Regions from separate parts of the Hordeum vulgare genome. Here region 1 is linked to region 2. The links are chromatin contacts, called in public Hi-C maps. All regions are on one chromosome and are shown on one strand. Each heading gives the region's core, a stretch centred on a gene start, on an enhancer-like site or on the middle of the called end of the contact. The rest is flanking DNA. Distances are from core to core; before and after follow the strand shown.

Evidence for each region. A called contact is a pair of places that touch in the nucleus more often than the background predicts.
Region 1: a contact with region 2 is called in a Hi-C map of seedling, with 4 times the contacts expected there. The contact joins the enhancer-like site here to the promoter of LOC123411744 in region 2. A contact is called at or near these places in 2 of 6 Hi-C or Micro-C datasets (leaf and seedling) and 1 of 1 datasets of contacts at active chromatin or transcription factors (embryo).

The regions. Positions count from the first base shown.
Region 1 is chr1H:386,896,742-386,899,956 of MorexV3_pseudomolecules_assembly, reverse strand. No RefSeq gene overlaps it. Among protein-coding and RNA genes, the nearest start is that of LOC123439464, 140 kb to the left of the region's middle. Within about 2 kb of position 1,401, at least 3 of the 3 cell types and tissues checked have open chromatin away from gene starts, as enhancers often do. A contact at or near this core is called in leaf and seedling, where this site is marked.
Region 2 is chr1H:386,523,454-386,526,788 of MorexV3_pseudomolecules_assembly, reverse strand. It overlaps LOC123411744 (homeobox-leucine zipper protein HOX1-like), which reads left to right and starts at 1,974. Exons shown (of 2, transcript XM_045104713.1): 1 at 1,974-2,760; 2 at 2,875-3,335. The coding sequence starts at 2,200. The coding sequence ends at 3,285.

The DNA of each region.
Region 1 (3,215 bases), core at 152-2,651, 370 kb before region 2:
GAGAGCAAGTCAAACCATGCGCAATAAAGCTCACCGAAATTTGTTCTTTTGCGAAAACTGGGGGCATTATAAAATTATTACTTCAGGCAGGATGCAATGGACATCTTATCCCACTTATCTAAGGCAGCAACGTTATCTTATCTGCTCAGAACTACTTAAAGAATCCTTCGCGCTGTCGGGGCCAACAGAATGACTTTAGAGGAAAGCTAGCAAAACCTAGTCAGCATGCACGTTGGTTTAACTTGGACATCCAAGGGCAGAAATTAAAAATGACAGAACTGGGGATGGTGGCTAGGATGAGTTGAGCAGAGCACGTCGGCTGAGTGCAACTTCTCTCCTAATGGTCCTGTTTGTTTTGTTTGCTAGGAAAAAAATGCGTACTTCCAGTATTTGAATCATGAAGACAACGTGATTGTAGTGGCTAATTGATATGTAGGGTGTGCTCCAGCATAGATAAATACTATCTCCATTTTATAATATAAGATGTTATTACAACCAAGCTAGTCAGTGGAATTTATTTTTATGGAGCGATGTTTCATCTTACAACGACGGATCCCGACGGCATGACGTAGTGGAGACTCATCGTTCGATGTCCGGAGATGGACTCGCATAGGAGAAGGACGTTGTCTGATGTTATGATGACGTCGATGGCAGAGAGTCCCGACAAGGTCGGTGCGTTATTCTTCTCTGAAGATGGATTGGTGAAAGACGACGAGGATGATACATGAGAGTGCGTCGGACCGGTTTATAGTCAAAACTCAGTATATGGCTTGGTTGGGGCATTCATTTTAGATATTAGGCTTTCGTACTATGTATGTTTGATATTAGGCTCGGACTATTAACACCACTTTATTAAGTAAATAGAACTAGCGAGAATTGTTGTTAAGATGACGACTTTAGACAACCTGATATACTATTTTATAAAGTTTTTATGAATAATCAATACAATGATTGAATGCAAGATGCAGGAACCGTGTAATCCTCTTTTCTAGGAAAACAATTAAGCTGATCACGACGGATCACATGATTCAAATTCGATGTGTCTAAGGTGCGGATAGAGAGAGATATAGGAGAGGTTGCTTGATTATACCATCCGGATATGTATGCGTTTGAGTAAGTTGATGAAATTGAACAAATTAAGTATCATCCCTTGCAAGACACTGGCATATCTTCTAATCATTTAGCGATGATAGCGATCACCTAAAGGAAAAGCTGACAGTGACATATACTAGACCATGTCCACACCTTTTTTCTGCGAAAAGGAACCATACAATATCCACACCTGATAACACGCACCCAGCATTAGCAAAAAAGGAAAAGGATGCATGCACCCGAATGGGCCTTAACGGGATCGATTTAGTCCTGGTCGGGATGTCACATCAGGCTGTGACATGAGGTCGCGACTATGTCTCGCTCGCCGCGACACGGTAGAAAGTCTAGCCTCAAGCAGCCGTCGTAATGAGCCGCTCCAGCGCGGACTACAAGCCTTCAACGCTTTTGTTTTCAACCTTTTTTTTTAACTTTATCTTTCTTTTTTGCATTTTCTAAATTTATTAATATTATACATACATATATTGCAAAACAAATTTTACATACAAATCATAAAAATCTTAATCGCGCTCCAAAAATATTAAATCTGTTCAGGAAAATGTTACTAGCGTACATAACAATTGTACAATGTGTATGAAAAATAGCAGATAACAAAATACATATTTAAAGAACAATAATGTGCATATAAAAAATGTTCCTGGTGTATACAAAAAATATATATGATGTGTATGAAAAAAAGGAGTCTACCAAAACTTGTTTGGGACTAAAGACTTTGTTGCTCTTGTAGTATGAAAAAAATAGAAAACTAAAATATATGTATAGAAATGTTAATCATGTTTTGGAAAAATCTTAAACTTATCTGCCAATAATGATTCTAATGTATAGGTTCTTTTAGAAAAATGTGTATGAAAAAATAGATATAAAAATCATTTTTTTGCAAAATTTAATCACGTATTTGGAAATGTATAGGTTCTTTTAGAAAAACGTGTATATAAAAAATACCTGGTGTACACATAAATATTGAATGTGTTTGAAGAAAAAATGACATCAAATATATGTTCGAAAAAAGTAATATTTTTGTACTTTAAAAACTGTTCAATCGTGTACATAAAATTTATCATGCAATGTAAAAAATGTTTGCATATGACTAAAATTGTTTGTTGCCACTAAAGAAATGTGTTTAACATTTTAAATAAATATTTACGTGCCACCAAAAAATGTCTGTGAAATTTTAACAATGTTAAGCAATTGTTTGCATTGTCATAATAAAAAAATCAACGCGTATTTAAAAATATTGACCATGTATACAAAAGGTGCTCAAAACCATACACTAAAACAAAAATGCAAATCCTGTATTTAAATTTTTTTGAAATTTTATCAAATATATATTTCATGTCTAAACTAAAAATATATGTTGTGTGTTCATAAAAGTTGACATGTGCCAAGAAAAAGAAAAACAAAGAAACTTCACAAAGAAATAAAACAAGGGAAAGCAAACAAAAAACATGAGTACATAAGCAAATTAAAAATAAAAAAACAATTAAAATCAAGAAAGAAATAATGAAAAGGGTGAAGAGGAAAAAAATAAAAATGTGGAAACTGAGAAAGAAAGAAGGGAAAATCTAACTACAAGCGCCGCGCAATAGACTTTCCCTGCGGCGACGCAATGCATGTGAATCATGCGTCTCTATCGTGCTACAGTACTTTTGCTAATGACTATAAAAGTCAAGCAAACACATGCGATCTAGTGTGCTATAGTGCTTAAATAGTTTGAACATGCAACCATAAATCTCCTTTATTTATCATGCATGCATGCAATGACGTCATTAGAATTCCCTTCAATATTTGAAATTCAAAATGTTTTATCTCTAAACGATTAATTTGATCGATGATCTGTTATTATAATTGTCTTTGTCGCGATGAGATCTTCGAAACTAGATCCCATATCGATATGTTTTGACAACTCTTTTTTTCGTCCATATTTGCCACATTGTTGCACTTACTTATCATATTTGTAAACACTAAGTTGCTTAATAAAAAATAACTAAAATGCCATGTTTTAAGGTTGTCAGGTTTATTATTTCAAGTTGTCATTTTTACATGCAATTGTAAAACATGGAAATTTAGTTATATTTTTACCGGTAAATTAAGTGTTTACAAATATG
Region 2 (3,335 bases), core at 725-3,224:
GTCTGATTTCTGTGCCTCGCGGATCTTTTCTGTCAAAGTGGACTGAATTTCTAGTGTGGCAACAAATCCTCTTGGAACTATTTCCAATTTGAGCTCTCGGAGGTCATCGTCTAACTCCTGGGGTAACCCTCCTGCTATGAGTGTGTTCACATAACTCTTGCGGCTCAACGCATCGGCTACAACATTTGCCTTGCCTGGGTGATAATGCAATCTCATGTCATAGTCCTTGATCAACTCTAGCCATCGCCTCTGTCTGAGGTTCAACTCCTTCTGCGTGAAGATATATTTCACGCTCTTGTGATCAGTGTAAACATCACAACTATTTCCGATCAGGAAATGTCTGCAGGTCTTAAGAGCGTGCACTACGGCTGCTAGTTCCAAGTCATGCGTGGCATAATTCAACTCATGGGGTCTGAGCTGTCTGGATGCATAGGCTACAACTTTACCTTCTTGCATGAGCACTCCTCCGAGTCCTTGACGAGAAGCGTCACAGTAAACCTGGAAATCCTTCGGAATGTTCGGCAATATCAGCACTGGGGCTGTAACCACACGTTTCTTCAACTCTTGAAAACTGGTTTCACATTCCTCAGTCCAAACATACTTGGATTCCTTCTTCAACAACTCTGTCATGGGCTTGGCGATCTTTGATAAATTCTCAATGAACCTCCGGTAATATCCGGCAAGTCCGAGGAAACTGCGGATCTCCTTGACTGAAGTGGGTGCTACCCATTCGGTGACTGCTGCGACCTTGGCAGGGTCCACTGCTATTTCTTCTCCTGAGATGACGTGTCCGAGGAATCCGACTTCCTTCAACCAAAACTCACATTTGCTAAACTTTGCATACAGCTTATGCTCTCGAAGTTTCTCCAGAACTAGACGCAGATTTTCCTTGTGTTCCTCCTCGTTCTTGGAGAATATCAGTATGTCATCGATGAACACCACGACAAACTTGTCCAAGTATTCCATAAATACCTTGTTCATCAGATTCATAAAATATGTCGGAGCATTAGTCAGTCCAAATGACATGACCGTGTACTCATACAAGCCGTACCGAGTGGTGAAGGTTGTCTTGGGTATATCCTGTTCACGAATCTTCAACTGATGATACCCGGATCGAAGATCGGTCTTGGAGAATATTCGGGCTCCAACTAACTGGTCAAACAGATCATTGATCATTGGCAAGGGGTACTTGTTCTTGATGGTCACCTCGTTCAATGCACGATAATCGACAACCATTCTCAAGGACTTATCCTTCTTTTCAACCAAGAGCACCGGGGCTCCCCAAGGTGAAGAACTTAGGCGAATATACCCTTTGTCCAACAACTCCTTAATTTGCTTCTTCATTTCTACCAAGTCATTTACGGGCATCCGATAGGGTCTCTTGGATATCGGGGCTGTTCCGGGTAATAGCTCGATCAGGAACTCAATCTCTCTCTCAGGTGGCATGCCCGGCAATTCCTCCGGGAATACATCTGGGTATTCATGTACAATCGGTACTTCCTCCTCGACTACTCTCTATCAGGTGGCATGCCCGGCAATTGCTCGACTTTTGCATAATATATGGAGTATCTGTTTGATCTACTCACTCTGTACCTATTCCAACGACGTATATTTCGATAAAGAGGTAATGCATTTTAAGTTAAATAAAGCATAATTAATCAAGAAAAATACAGTGTGTTCTAAATCAACGACTTGTCCAGATTCGTGCAAATAAAAAGGGAACCGCCGTTGATTTTGATTGATCCGTTTTCTGCAAAACTCCGGCACTGACCTGCCGACAGGTCCGGGGTATCACCATCGGGGAAGGGGGGGCAATCCAAAAGAGGTTGGGGGGACCGGGAGCAACTTCAGCTGGTGATGATTGGGCTTGCCTGCGCTGCTGCACCGCACCGCAGGGTGCGGCGGTGACGCCACGCGCGACAAAGCAATAAATAGTTGGTGCATACTCCATTCCTCCCTTCATTTCCACCCCTCCACAAAAATTTAAACTATTCTCGCTTCTGATCTCAACTCAATCACCACTCCATAATTAATCAGCGCTCTGAGCCCCGATCCTCACTCCGCCCACTCTTTAAAAGCCCACCCCCTCCGCTCTCTCCCCTCACAATCACGGCCACCACCACCCGCAGCCTGCACGTACGTAGCTACTGTTGTTACTCGCAGAGAGCAGGGACGACGACAGATCCAACAAGAAGATCAATGGAGATGACCGTTAACGGGAGGGACACCGAGCACCACCTCGGCCTCGGCCTCGGCCTCGGCCTCAGTCTCGGCATGGCCGGCACGACGTCTCCCGTCGAGGCGGCGGCGCCCCAGCGTGCTCTGGCCGCTGCTGCACCGGTGACGCTGGGGCGCCAGCAGCAGCTGCAGCAGTCCTGGAATGGCGCCGGCCTCTTCTTTCCGGCCCCCTCCGGCGAGCAACGCTCGCATGCAGATGATCGGAGGCTGGCGGCGCTGGCGTGCCACGAGATGCCGTTCCTTCGCGGGATCGACGTCAACCGGGCGCCGGCCACGGGCGGCGCAAGCGAGGACGAGGAGCCCGGCGCGTCGTCGCCCGACAGCACGCTGTCCAGCCTCAGCGGCAAGCGCCGCGCGCCAACGAGGAGCGGCGGCGGGGAGCAGGAGCGCGCCGGCGCGGGCAGCGACGACGAGGACGACTCCGGGGCCGGCGGCGGCGGGTCGCGCAAGAAGCTCCGGCTGTCCAAGGACCAGTCCGCCGTCCTCGAGGAGAGCTTCAAGGAGCACAGCACCCTCAACCCCGTAAGTGCTCTAACCAAATCAACCAAGGTTAAAAAAAAGACAAAGATCCCAATATTTCTTCTTCCATTCCATCCATCTAAATTTGCTCTGCGTACGTTGATGGACATGGAGCAGAAGCAGAAGGCGGCGCTGGCGAGGCAGCTGAGGCTGCGGCCGCGGCAGGTGGAGGTGTGGTTCCAGAACCGGAGGGCGAGGACGAAGCTGAAGCAGACGGAGGTGGACTGCGAGTCGCTCAAGCGCTGCTGCGAGACGCTCACGGAGGAGAACCGCCGGCTGCAGCGGGAGGTGCAGGAGCTGCGCGCGCTCAAGCTGCTCGCCCCGCCGGCGCCGCACCTCTACATGCGCGCGCCGCCGCCCGCCACGCTCACCATGTGCCCCTCCTGCGAGCGCGTCGCGCCCTCCGGCAAGCCGGCCGGCGACGAGAGCCGCGCCGCCACGATGGTGACCCGGCCCGTGCCGACCGGGCCGTGGGGCCCCGTCCCGGTGCTGCCCGTGTTCGTGGGCAGGCCGGCCCAGAGGTCATGATGAACTAACTAGTTAGTGTGCCATGTCATGTCACTTCATGTGTTGTGAGC